2 separate regions of the Mus musculus genome follow, and region 1 is linked to region 2. A link is a contact called in public Hi-C data. All regions are on one chromosome and are shown on one strand. Each heading gives the region's core, a stretch centred on a gene start, on an enhancer-like site or on the middle of the called end of the contact. The rest is flanking DNA. Distances are from core to core; before and after follow the strand shown. Region 1 overlaps Smim14 (small integral membrane protein 14). Region 2 overlaps Rfc1 (replication factor C (activator 1) 1).

Region 1 (5,835 bases), core at 941-3,440, 150 kb before region 2:
TGTAATTCCTATTCACAGAGTCATAGATGCAGGCAGAACACCAATGTATATAAAATACAAATTAGTACTTTATTTAAAAAAAAAAAAAAGGAAAAAGGAAAGTATTGCCAGGCAGTGGTGCCTTTTAATCCCAGCTTTTGGGAAGCAGAGGCAGGCAACTCTCTGTAGATCTCTGTGTAGCCCTGGTCTAGGACTTGCTCTGTAGACCAGGCTGGCCTCGAACTCAGCATCCTCCTGCCTCTGCCTCTTGAGTGCTGAGATTAATGGTGTGCTCTACCACCACCCAACTGATACAGAGTGCTTCTGTATTAACGTTAACCAACAAATTTACTGATTGATTAAAGGATTCAGACAGTTTAACCTGCTCAGTGCAAGAAACTTGAGATGTACTTGTCCCTGGGAACAAGGGCACTAGTAGGAGAAAGAGCGTCCTTCTTGGGGTGGTGCTATAGTTCAGTAGGAGAGTTCAGAATACAAGTCTCTGGGCTCAGTCCACAAGAAAAATAGGGAACTGGAGAAATGAATTGGAAGCTGAAGGTGCTCGCTGCATAATCATGAAGACTAGAGTTCACATCTCAGCACCCGTGCAAGCAGCCTCTCATTTAGTTTGTGTCTGAGGAGGGCAGAGACAAAGCTGTTGCTGTCACTTGCTGGCTTCCAGCCTCCTTGAGAAAATGTAGCCCAGATTCAGGGAGAGAATATCAGAGGAGGACACCCAGTGCCCTCTTGTGGCCTCTGCACACACAAACGCACACACATAAGCAAGTAGTCTTTAAAAAAAATAGAATTTTTTTTATTTCATAGTTTTTTTTACATTTTTTATTAGATATTTTCTTTATTTACATTGTTATCCCCTTTCCTGGTCTCCCCTCCGAAAACACCCTAGCCCTTTCCCACTCACCAACCCACCCACTCCCATCTCCTGGCCCTGGCATTCCACTACACTGGGGCATAGAGCCTTACAGGCCCGACTAGGCCATCCTCTGCTACATATGCAGCTAGAGCCATGAATCCCACCATGTGTACTCTTGGGTTGGTGGTTTAGTCCCTGGGAGCTCTGGGGGTAGTGGTTAGTTCATATTGTTGTTCCTCCTATGAGGTTGCAAACCCCTTTAGCTCCTTTATTGGGGACCCTGTGCTCAGTCCAATGGAAGGCTGCAAGCATCTACCTCTTTATTTGTCAGGCCCTGGTGGTGCCTCTCAGGAGACAGCTATATCAGGCTCCTGTCAGCAAGCTCTTGTTGGCATCCACAATAGTGTCTGGGTTTGGTGATTGTATATGGGATGGATCCCCAGCTGGGGAAGTTTCTGGATGGCCTTTCCTTCAGTCTCTGCTCCACACTTTGTAACTCCTCCCATGGGTATTTTGTTCCCCCTTCTAAGAAGGATCAAAGTAGCCAGGAGCTGGAAAGAATCCAGATGTCCCTCAACAGAGGAATGGATACAGAAAATGTGGTACGTTTACACAATTGGAGTACTACTCGGCTATTAAAAACAATGAATTCATGAAATTCTTAGGCAAATGGATGGAACTAGAAAATACCATCTTGAGTGAGATAACCCAGTCACAAAAGAACACACATGGTATGCATTCACTGATAAGTGGATATATTAGCCCAGAAGTTCGGAATAACCAAGGTATAATTCACAAACCACATGAAACTCAAGAAGAGGGAAGACCAAAGTGTAGAATTCTTTTAAAGTTTAAGTTTATTTTATGTTCTTTTTTTTTTTTTTTCTTTTTAGCTACATGTACATCTGTGAAGATGTCAGAAGTCCAGGAACTGGAGTTACAGATGGGTATGAGCTGCCATGTGGGTGCTGGGAATTGAACCCAAGCCTTCTAAAAGAACTCTCAAAAGTGCTCTTAATAGCTCTGGCCACCTTTTTGTTTGTTTTGTTTTGTTTTTTGTTTTTTGTTTTTCGAGACAGGGTTTCTCTGTGTAGCCCTGGCTGTCCTGGAACTCACTCTGTAGACCAGGCTGGCCTCGAACTCAGAAATCTGCCTGCCTCTGCCTCTGCCTCCCGAGTGCTGGGATTAAAGGTGTGCGCCACCAGTGCCCAGTAGCTCTGGCTATCTTGCCAGCCCCCAAAATAGAAGTCTTTAGAACATACACATGTAAATTCAGAAGACACAGTTTTGAGAGATATACTTGTGTTGCATCTAGATTAACCCAGAACTCACATTCTGGCTCATGCGGCCCTTATCTTCTCATACAGTGGGGCCTACCTGTTTATGCTATTCTCTCCCTCACAGTACACTGAGACATATTATTTCTGTCCCCTAGGCACATAACCTGTAGGTAAACAGTTATAGAATGCTTTCAAATACCAAGATGGTGAGGATTTGGGCTGTTTGTGTTTATCTCTTTATAAACAAGTGTCCTTTAGTTACTAAGTGACAGGGTGGCTTAATGTATAGGGCTTTGGTTTGTTTTGGAGTTTTTAGGCAGTAATTGTGTGTGTGCATGTGTATGTCCATGTGTGTACTCTGGTACATGGCATGGCCGAGGGCAGAGGACAGCGTTTAGGAGTCAGTTCTCTCCTACCTGGTGGTTCTCATGAACTCAGGTCAGGTCGTTTGGCAGCAGCCTTTCTAGCCATCGCATCAGCCAGCATTTAAAAAAAAAAAGAAAAGATGTAATTTACTTTTATTGGGGTGTGTATATGTGTGTGTGTGTGCTTGAGTGTGCATGAGAGCTTGTGCTCTACATGAATGTAGGTCCCCTCAGAGGCCAGAAATGGGGATGCAGTCCCCTAGAGCTGGAGTTCAGCATGGGTGTTGGGAATCTACCTTGACTACTCTGAAAGAGCAGCTAGTAGTCTTAGCCACCAAACCATCTCTCTAGTCACCCAACATTTTTTCAGCCAACATCTCTCATTCACATGTATGTGCAGATATGAACATGTATATGAAAATATACATACCCATGTGCCAAAATATAATTTCATTCAAATAGAAAAATAAGGGGAATTATTATCTTCTGACCACTATGATTATTTCAAATACTATCCCTCTTTTCACTTCCCCAGTTTAAATTCTGGCTGTGTGCAAGCCCTGCATAGTTTTTTAAAGCCTCAACCACAAGAATTTCACATTGAACATGGAAATTTCTAGCTTCTTTCTTAAGAGGAAACTGAAAGTGTCACCCCTCCTCCCCTCCCGAGTGTGTGTGTGTGTGTGTGTGTGTGTGTGTGTGTGTGAGAAGACAGAGTTTCTCTGTTTAGCCTTCTCAAGATCCCTCTTGGAGTAGAGAACAAGCATTTATTGAAGAAAGAGAATCCATGATCGACAAAAGAAAGGTTGAATGAGGATGAATATTTTTAGAATAAAGTCTCAAAAATTGAGGAACATTCAAGCTGCAGTCATGTGGGGGCCTTGGAGCAGAGAACATTTTTTTTTTCCTGGTAAGCTGGTCAGACTGGCTTTGACCAGACATCCTGAACATGGAACCTTATGGCTTTAGCTTCCCAAAAAGCTGGAACTATACCTTGTGCCCCAGACCCTACTCTAAAACAAGTATTTTGAGAAGAGTCTTAACCGTATAGCATGTCTGACCTGGTATTTGCTGAGTACATCAGCCTGGCCTTGAACTCCTGCCCCCTGAGATTGAGGGTATGGGCCACATCCCTCCCTCCCTCCCTCCCTCCCTCCCTTTCCATCCGTCCGTCCGTCCGTCCGTCCATCCATCCATCTATCTATCTATCTATCTATCTATCTATCTATCTATCTACCTACCTATCTCATCTTTAGACCAGGTTTCTCAGTATAGCCTTGGCTTTCCTAGAATTCTCTGTAGACCAGTAGTAGTATGGCTTTGAACGAGAGAAGTACTTACCACTACCTCCCAAGTGCTTGGATTTAGATAATTTATTTTTAATGTTATTTTAAAATTTACTTTGTGTGTTTGCATCTGTATGTACGAATGACTGTATATATGAGAGAGAGATCTGAGTGTGTGCATGCACGTATACTGTGTTGTATCTGTGGAGGCCAGGGGAACAGTGTGGGAGTCGGTCCTCTCCTTCACAGTATCTTGGTTCAGGCCCAGGCCATTAGGCTTACAGAGCTTGTGCTACACATGCTGAGCTCGTCCTTCCCTCCCCTACTTTCAAATACAACGTTGGAGCCACTTAGGTCAGAGAAAAGCAAGTAAGCTGTGTATGTCTGTGTGGGCAACGCATACATGTACCTGCGTGTGTCTCCAGGCCAGAGGAGGACATAGGATTCCTTGATGTAGAATTACAGCCAGTGTCAACCACTTGACATGGCTTCTGGAAACCAAACTTGGGTCCTAGAGACAAGCAGCAAGGGCTCTTAACCATTGAGCCATTTTTCCAGCCCTATAAAAAAATTCTTAATTTTACATGATAGGTGATTAAAAGCTAATAATAGAGAATACCCCTGGACTCAGTTAGACAAAAAGAATTTGAAAAAGGATAAATTGACAAGATGTTCAGTGTCATTAAAATTTGGGAAGAAAAACCAAGAAACAGTTTTGGAGCCTTAACATCCTAGCAAAGGGTTTTGTGGTGTTGCACACCTTTAAGCACTCAGGAGACAGGCAAACAGATCTCTGCGAATTCAAGGCCAGTTTGGTCTGCATAGCCAGTTGCAAGCTAGTCATAGCTGTAAAGCGAGATCTTGTTCAAAAAGAAAATTAATGGTTTCAGTGTAGTGTGCCCCTTGGATGTTCTTGAACATCTTAAGAGATTGTGTCTTAGGAAAGAGTTTTTAAAATAGATTATGCTCACATACTAGAGTAGTAATATCTGTGTGACTGTATTACTATATAGTTAGCAGTGTATACCCTGTGCTGTTGATAAAAGTGGCAAAGCTCTTGAAGGAAAAGAAAAGCGTTAAGTTCTTTTTATATAAGCCCTTAACCTGAGACATGTTAGTTTTAATATTCTATTCTAAAATGTGTGAACATTAAGATGGGTACTGCAGTGTTTTGGCAAGGCCTTAAGTGCAGAGTTTGTATTTTTAGGTTTCACATAAAAGGGTGTAGAACCAGGCTGTTCCTCTGGTGCCTCTGGGGCAAGACAGTGGATTAGAAGAAGGTTGCCATTTCTGTACTTGCCGGGCTCTTGAAATGAGTTGATCTGAAGACTGGCACGGTCGGCTGCTTTGCTCGCTGCTTTGCTCTTGATACTTACTGCTAGTTGTTCTTGATACTTATTGCTGGTTACAAACAAGCAATAAACAAGTAAGTTTGTTTCTTTAAGGAATCAAATCCCAGCCATAAGCATCATCCTCAGAAGCACACATAGTAGATTTACTGTCTTTTCCTAGCTTCCACAGTTGGATGAGGCCATTAAGTTAGACCCTTGCAAAGGCGAACTTAGGTAAGTTGAACCCAGGAGGCTGGCTTGAATATTTGTCTTTAATGGCCAACTATAAATTTATTAACACTGGACATTTTCTTCACTAGATATAGAAACAGCTGCCAAATCCACCAAGAAAAGACCTGGTGGAGAGAGGCTGACCATTTCTGCAGCACTGGAGATGGCTCTGCTCTGTGACAGCCAGGGTCATTCAGCGGCCTTTCCTTACTAGGAATTGTCTAGGAGTGGCTGGGCTTGAGAGCTTGCTGTGTATATATATATATATATATATATACATATATATATATGCCCATCTGTCCTTTTTACCACACAAACTGGTGATCATATACTACAGTCAGATTGCTGTCTCAGATAGTAACTTCATTAGGAAAGTACTGACATTGTAAGTTGAATGTTTCATGTATTATTTCCAAATGTAAAAGTTTAGAGTGGCTGCTTCTAAATTGTCATTACTTACCTGATGTCATTGTCCACTCAGGGCCAGTT
Region 2 (6,457 bases), core at 324-2,823:
ACTACTCTAGGGGCTGGAGAGATGGCTCAATGGTTAAGGGCACTTGCTGCTCTGGCAGAGGACCTGGGTTCAGTTCCCAGAGCCCACATAGAGGCTCATAACCTTCCCATAACTCCATTTCCAGGAGACCCGAAGCCTCTTCTGATCACTATAGGCGCCAGGCACGTATATGACATGCACACATACATGCAGGCTAAACACTCATTCTCATCAAATAAATAAATTTATTAAAAATATTTTTGTTCATGACTTTGTATTTAAATTATTAAAAGATTTCATGATTGGGTGTGGTGACAGTACTCAAAAGGCAGAGGCAGAGCATCCTGAGTCTACATAGCCAATTCCAGACCAGTCAGGGCTATATGTGAAACCTTGGATTATTTTAGTTTTTTTTTTTTTTTTTTTTTTTTTTTTCAGGATGGTAAGGTAGCCATTAGAAACATGGTCCTTTACTGTATTATATCATAGGTCTGTTTTTGGTTTGAACTTAAGTTATGTGATCACATAGATAGTTGAAATTTGATATTTTTGGATTAGAAATCATTTGTGAAATGTTAATCTCCAGATGAATGAGGACAACAATCCCAGTATGTTAGCTGTGGTCAATGTCAGAAATCTGAAATAAATGGTACCATCAGTGTCAGACACTAGTTGCCCCACTCTAGCCAGTGTGAAAAGAGAGACTGCAGGGCGTGGTGGCACACGCCTTTAATCCCAGCACTCGGGAGGCAGAGGCAGGTGGATTTCTGAGTTCGAGGCCAGCCTGGTCTACAAAGTGAGTTCCAGGACAGCCAGGGCTACACAGAGAAACCCTGTCTTGAAACCCCCCCTCCCCTCCCAAAAAAAAGCCTAAAAGAAAAGAAAGAGACCTTAGTGTTTTAAACCTGATTAGATAATTATTTCCATGTTGTACTCAGTTTTTTCTTTCTTTCTTTCTTTTTTTTTTTTTTTTTTTAATTTTGTAATTTTGGATCAGGGACCTGAAACTGTCTATGATGAGTGTTTAAGAGACTCTATTGTATTCTCTGAATTATCCCAGCCTTGTCACCTGGTGATGGTAGTGTACCCCTTTAGTCCCAGCACTTGGGAGGTGGATCTCTGAGTTTGAGACCAGCCTGGTCTATAGAGTGAGGTCTAGGACAGCCAGGGCTACACAGAGAATCCCCACAAATAGACAGACATTTTTTTTTTTTTTTTTATTGTTAAGAAGAGCCTGTGAGGAAGTGTCAGGAAGAGATATAGAGGCCTGGTTTCTCTTCCCAGCTGGGCTTTATTTTTCTCTGCTCAGCTTGTGTTCTCTAAGGACAGACAGAGAGCAGACAGATGGAGGCTCTGTGGGAATGGAGGGGCTTTTGTTTTGTTTATGTTCTTCTCTTTCCTGTGTCTTTTCTTCTGAGCACTGAGCACTGATCCTGGTCTGTCCAAGGCGCTGAGAAGTATTTAGTGGTGGCCTGAGTGAAAGGGAATCTGGAGGGACCATAGAGCAGTTTTCTTCCCGGGACATACAGTTGTGTCTCGTGTCCCGTGTAGTCGTCTCACTCCACCTTTGTAAAGACCACACTTGGCTAGCTCATGGTGTCCTCCTCAGGGAGGTGCTTGAGGCAGTGCTAAACTTAGCTAAAACAATCATGTTTGCTGTGTGTAGTGACAGTTTTGATTTCTAAAAAAAGTAATTTGTGTGGCTAAAAGCCAATTTTGAAGGAGAGGAAGTGGCCTACTAAAAGTGAAAGTTGTTTTTGTCTTTTGTAGCCACAATATGGTAATGTGACACAAGTCAGGCGTCTAATATAGAAGTGAATTTTAATAATTTAGTTCAGAGTAATACACAGTGCTAATTTAATATCTCTCTGTGTATCCACCCATGTCTGTGTGTGTGTGTCCGTGTGTCTGTCTGTCCAGAGGAAGACCCCTGGCATCCTGCTGTTTTTCTTCACCCTATTTTTTTTTTGAGATAGGGCCTTTCACTGAACTTCGAGCTAGCCAGCCCCAGTCCTCTTGTCTATGCTCCCATCTCAGTGCTGGGCTTACACATGTGTGCACTCATGCTTGGATCTTTGTGTGGGTTTGGGGATTTGAACTTAGGCCCTCATGTTTGCATAGCATGCACTCTTACAGCTGAGATGTCTCTCCACCGCCTGCTTACATTTTCTTAAAACAAAAAACAGCAAGAACAGTCATAGCAAAAATCCCAATCAAGGGTTTCCTGGGGGAGTATGTATGCTTGTCTAGCCCTTTCTGGCCTGGTACTTATTATTTTAAATTTCTTTATTACATGTAAGTACACTGTAGCTGTCTTCAGACACTTCAGAAGAGGGCGTCAGATCTTGTTACAGATGATTGTAAGCCACCATGTGGTTGCTGAGATTTGAATTCAGGACCTTGAGAAGAGCAGTCGGTGCTCTTAACTGCTGACCCATCTCACCAGCCCTGCCTGGTAGTTGTTTCATAGCCCTGACTGGCTTTGAACTTGATAGTCCTGCTTTCAGCTTCCCAGTGCTGCAATTGCATACGTGTGCCACCATGCCTAGTGAAGTTTGTTTTAGTACTCATAATATTTATTTCGTTCAGTAATTTATATGTCCTCTTGCATTTTTTTTTCTGTTTGTTCTTGTTTTTGATTTTGTTTTTCGGAAATAGGGTCTCACTACATAGTCTTGTTTTACCTGATAGACCAGGCTGGCCTTGAACTTACAGAGATCTGTCTGCTCCAGGTACAAGGATTAAGGATATGCACCACCACCAAAAAGTTTTTTTTCCTTTTTTAAACTTATTTTTATTTTATGTGTGTGGATGTTTTTGTTTGGATGTGTGTCTGTAACATGCGACTACAATGCCCTTAAAAGGCCAAGAGAAAGTATTGGACTCTCTGGACCCAGACGGTTGTTAGCCACCATGTGACTGCTGAGATGTGAACTTAGGTCCTTTGGAAGAGCAGCCAGTGCTCTTTAGCACTAAACCATCTCTATTCCATTTAATAAATTTTTAGTTTAAAAAGTATTGGGCCATCCCTGGTGGTGCAAGCTGTAACTGTAGCCACAGAGAGGCTAAGGCAGGAAGGCCACAAGGTCAGGCCCTGCTTAGATTACAGAATGCTTTCAAGGCTAGCCTGGGCATTTTAATGAACCTTGTCTCAAAGATAAGAAATGGGCCAGGAATGGAGCTTAGTGGTAGAGTACTTGTTTAGTGTGGGCAAGACCTCAGGTTCAAGCTCCCAGGGCTGTAATAAGTTGAAAATTTATAATTCCTACTAGAAAAACATGATTTGAACGAGTGCTCAGGTAACAATGTTAAGCTGTATTTGGTCAAGGGGTAGAGATTAGCATCAAAGTGTAGTTCTGCTCGGGATGGCCAAGACTGGTTTGGGTTGCTTAGCTGTCCGTTAGATGAGAGCTTCATCACTCTAAAGTCAACTGGACGTTTACTGATGAGATTCATAAGCTTTGAGTGTTCAGATACTTGCCGTATTTACTTGTTTCCCTAACACATCTAAAAGACCACAGTCACTTCTGGATCCTACATAGCTGCAAGAACCTTTGGGGGATTCCTGCCATTCCAGGCATGTGTGTCCTTCCTGTTCCAGGCACCTCTCCAGGAAACTGACCTGGCATCATTCCTAAGATGCTGTAGAACACCTGTTCTGAGCGTTGCCTTCTAACCCTTTCTAGTCTGTTTGGCTCATTCTTTGACCAAATGTTCTACAGTTTTCTAGGCCCACCCTTGAATTTCTCTCTCTTATTATTATTATTATTATATTTTATTATTTATTTATATTATATTATTATTATATTATTTTTTATTATGTACTTTGGTGTTTTGACTGCATGTATGTCTATGTGAGGGTGTTGGAACAGGAGTTAAAGACAGTTGTAAGCTGTCATGTGGGTGCTGGGAATTGAATCTGGGTCCTCTGGAAGAACAGCTAGTGCTCTTAACCACTGAGCTATCTCTCCAGCCCTAGATTTATTATTTTTATATTATGTATATGTGTGCATCTCTGTAGGTATGTGCTTGTGAGTTCATGTGCCTGTTGAGGCCAGAAGAGGACATCAGATCCCCTAGAGCTAGAGTTACAGGTGGTTGTGAGTCACCCTGCGTAAGTGCTGGGAGTTGAATTCAGGTCTTCTGCAAGAGCAGCACACACTTTAACCTCTAGCACCTTCATCCTTGGATTTCTGTCTGGCCAGGACAAAATTGTAGACTGCTGCTTCCTAGCTGCCCAGCACTGTGTGAGCTTTCCCTCTCACCGAAAGGCGGAGTGAGTCAGGGTTTGTTCCCGTGTCTCTGTCACTGTCTTAGATGGCAGCCTCTGTAATGTGGTGAGGACAGTGATTCTCCTAGGATACAGAATGACCCAGTGGAGCTTTAGTTTGATGGCTGCTGTGAAGAAGGTCGTGGGCCTTCCATGTTGGTCCTTTTCACTAGGTTTACCCAGCATCTGGCTTAGTTCTGCATTTTCCATTTCTGTGGCTGTTGCCTATCTGTCTCATGTAGATGTAATTAGCCTTGAATTGCTTTGATAGCTGACTTTGAACTCATGATCCTCCCTTGGCTGCCTTCAGAGTGCTGGGGGTTGCCCTTGTGCATCTCCATGCTTAGTTTCATCCTCCTTTCTCTCCTTCCCTTCCTTCTTCCCCTTCCCCCTTTCCGTCTCCCCTCTCCCTCCTCCCTCTCTTCATCCCTCCCTCCTCCCTCTCTTCATCCCTCCCTCCTCCCTCCCTTCCTTTTGAGACAAGAGCTGTCTATGATGTCCTGACTGGTCTGGAACTCACTATGTTGCACTTGAATTTACATTCTAGCCGATTACTTTGGCTGGGATTAAGTGTTCCACACCTGCCCCACTTCCTCCTCTCTTTCCTTCCTTCCTTTCTTTTGAGACAAGGTCTCTGTTATGTAGCTCTGGCTGTCCTAGAACTCACTGTGTAGACCAGGCTGGTTCTAAAGTGATTAAAGGTGTCAGCCACCTTTCCATTTCTTTTTTTTTTTTTTCTGGTTTTTTGAGACAGGGTTTCTGTGTGTAGTCTTGGCTGTCCTGGAACTCACTCTGTAGACCAGGCTGGCCTCGAACTCAGAAATCTGCCTGCCTCTGCCTCCCGAGTGCTGGGATTAAAGGCGTGCGCCACCACCGCCCAGCTACTTTCTGTTTTTAAGACAGGGACTTAACTCTGTGGTAGTTGGCTGGCATCGAACTTATATTTCTTTTGCCTCAGCCTTCAAAGTGAGATTACAGGTAAGCATCACCGTGCCTGGGAAATCTGTCTTTATGGATGTTTGAGCATCATATTAATCCACTTAGAAGAAGGTCTTGTCATTGTCAAAATTGTAAAAGAAAATGTAAAAAATAACTTCTTTTTCTCGGGTTGGCTTGATTAATTATCGAGAAAAGGTACTTGCTACCAAGCCTGTTGACTCCTGAGACCCATGTTATGGAAGGAGAGAAGTGACTCCTGAAAGTTGTCCTTGGACCTCCACCGATGTGTCCCCACGTACATACATAGTCACGCATACAGAAGAAGTAAGTGAAAAAAGAGTTAGCCCCTTTCTAACTCCCCATTCAGCAGAACTCCACGGGCAGCTGAGTGAGCGAGGGCCTTGGCCCTTTATTTGGCATATCACTTGGCTTGTTCCGCATTTCATCAAGGCGTTGAACACCTGCAATACTAGACAGGAAGTGTTACTCACTCGGGAGAGTAAGGTGACACCGCGCTCTAGGAGCCAGGCTGCTCACCTTGCATGTTATGCTTAAGGCCTCACAGTCTCGCAGTGGAGGCAGTCAGCCCTACCCAGGGTGTGAAACGTTTGCAAGTGTAGAGTTAGTGCATGTCTGCTAAGATAGATGAGGGTGCTGTGGTTTCTCTACCTTTGGGTCTGGGGATTGAGGAGTAGGGTGGAGAGAGAGAAAAGGACCGAGCAGTAAGTACAGGGCAGACTTTCCTGCACGCGCACGACTGCCCTGCCAGTTGATTCATTCTCAATATTTTGTTTTCTTTAGTCTGTGGTGTAAAAAACAAGTTGAAAACCAGGACCCTAATTATCGTAACTTTGTTTTGTTTCTTTTTTTGTGCATATATGTGCATGTATGTATAGGTGTGGAAGTCAGGACAACGTGTGGGCGTTCTCCTTTCCCTGTGTAGGCTTCAGGGCTAGAACAGAGGTCCTTGGGCTGACAGCAGTTGTCTTTACCCTCCAAGCTGTCTTGCTTGCTTCCTAAATATTAGCTTAGGGTTTTGCTGGTTCTGTGGAGTCGCTGGCATCATCTCTGTCCTTCCCTTTTTCTTCCCTTTGTATTTCTAAGAAATCCCCACTGTTTGAGTGAAGAATCACCATACCATTTTAAAGGGCGAAACTGGTTAGAAACTGTCATTTCCTACAGAAGCAATAAAGCAGTCAGCCTCAAGCCCAGTTCTTGGCAAATTATACATATGACTGGGACTTTTTTATTGCCCTATTCTTCAACACT

The links. A called contact is a pair of places that touch in the nucleus more often than the background predicts.
Region 1: a Hi-C map of granulocyte-monocyte progenitors shows a contact between it and region 2, with 5 times the contacts expected there. The contact joins two enhancer-like sites. A contact is called at or near these places in 1 of 39 promoter capture datasets (liver), 3 of 484 Hi-C or Micro-C datasets (granulocyte-monocyte progenitors and liver), 3 of 115 datasets of contacts at active chromatin or transcription factors (embryonic stem cells, microglia and pancreatic cancer cells) and 3 of 9 other capture datasets (adipose tissue, liver and pancreatic islet).

What each region holds. Positions count from the first base shown.
Region 1 is chr5:65,473,291-65,479,125 of GRCm38.p6, reverse strand. All of the region lies in intron 1 of Smim14 (small integral membrane protein 14), which reads left to right. Among named protein-coding and RNA genes, the nearest start is that of Smim14, 17 kb to the left of the region's middle. Within about 2 kb of position 2,190, at least 47 of the 459 cell types and tissues checked have an H3K27ac peak or open chromatin away from gene starts, as enhancers often do. A contact at or near this core is called in granulocyte-monocyte progenitors and microglia, where this site is marked.
Region 2 is chr5:65,321,602-65,328,058 of GRCm38.p6, reverse strand. All of the region lies in intron 1 of Rfc1 (replication factor C (activator 1) 1), which reads left to right. Among named protein-coding and RNA genes, the nearest start is that of Rfc1, 11 kb to the left of the region's middle. Within about 2 kb of position 1,573, at least 135 of the 459 cell types and tissues checked have an H3K27ac peak or open chromatin away from gene starts, as enhancers often do. A contact at or near this core is called in granulocyte-monocyte progenitors and microglia, where this site is marked.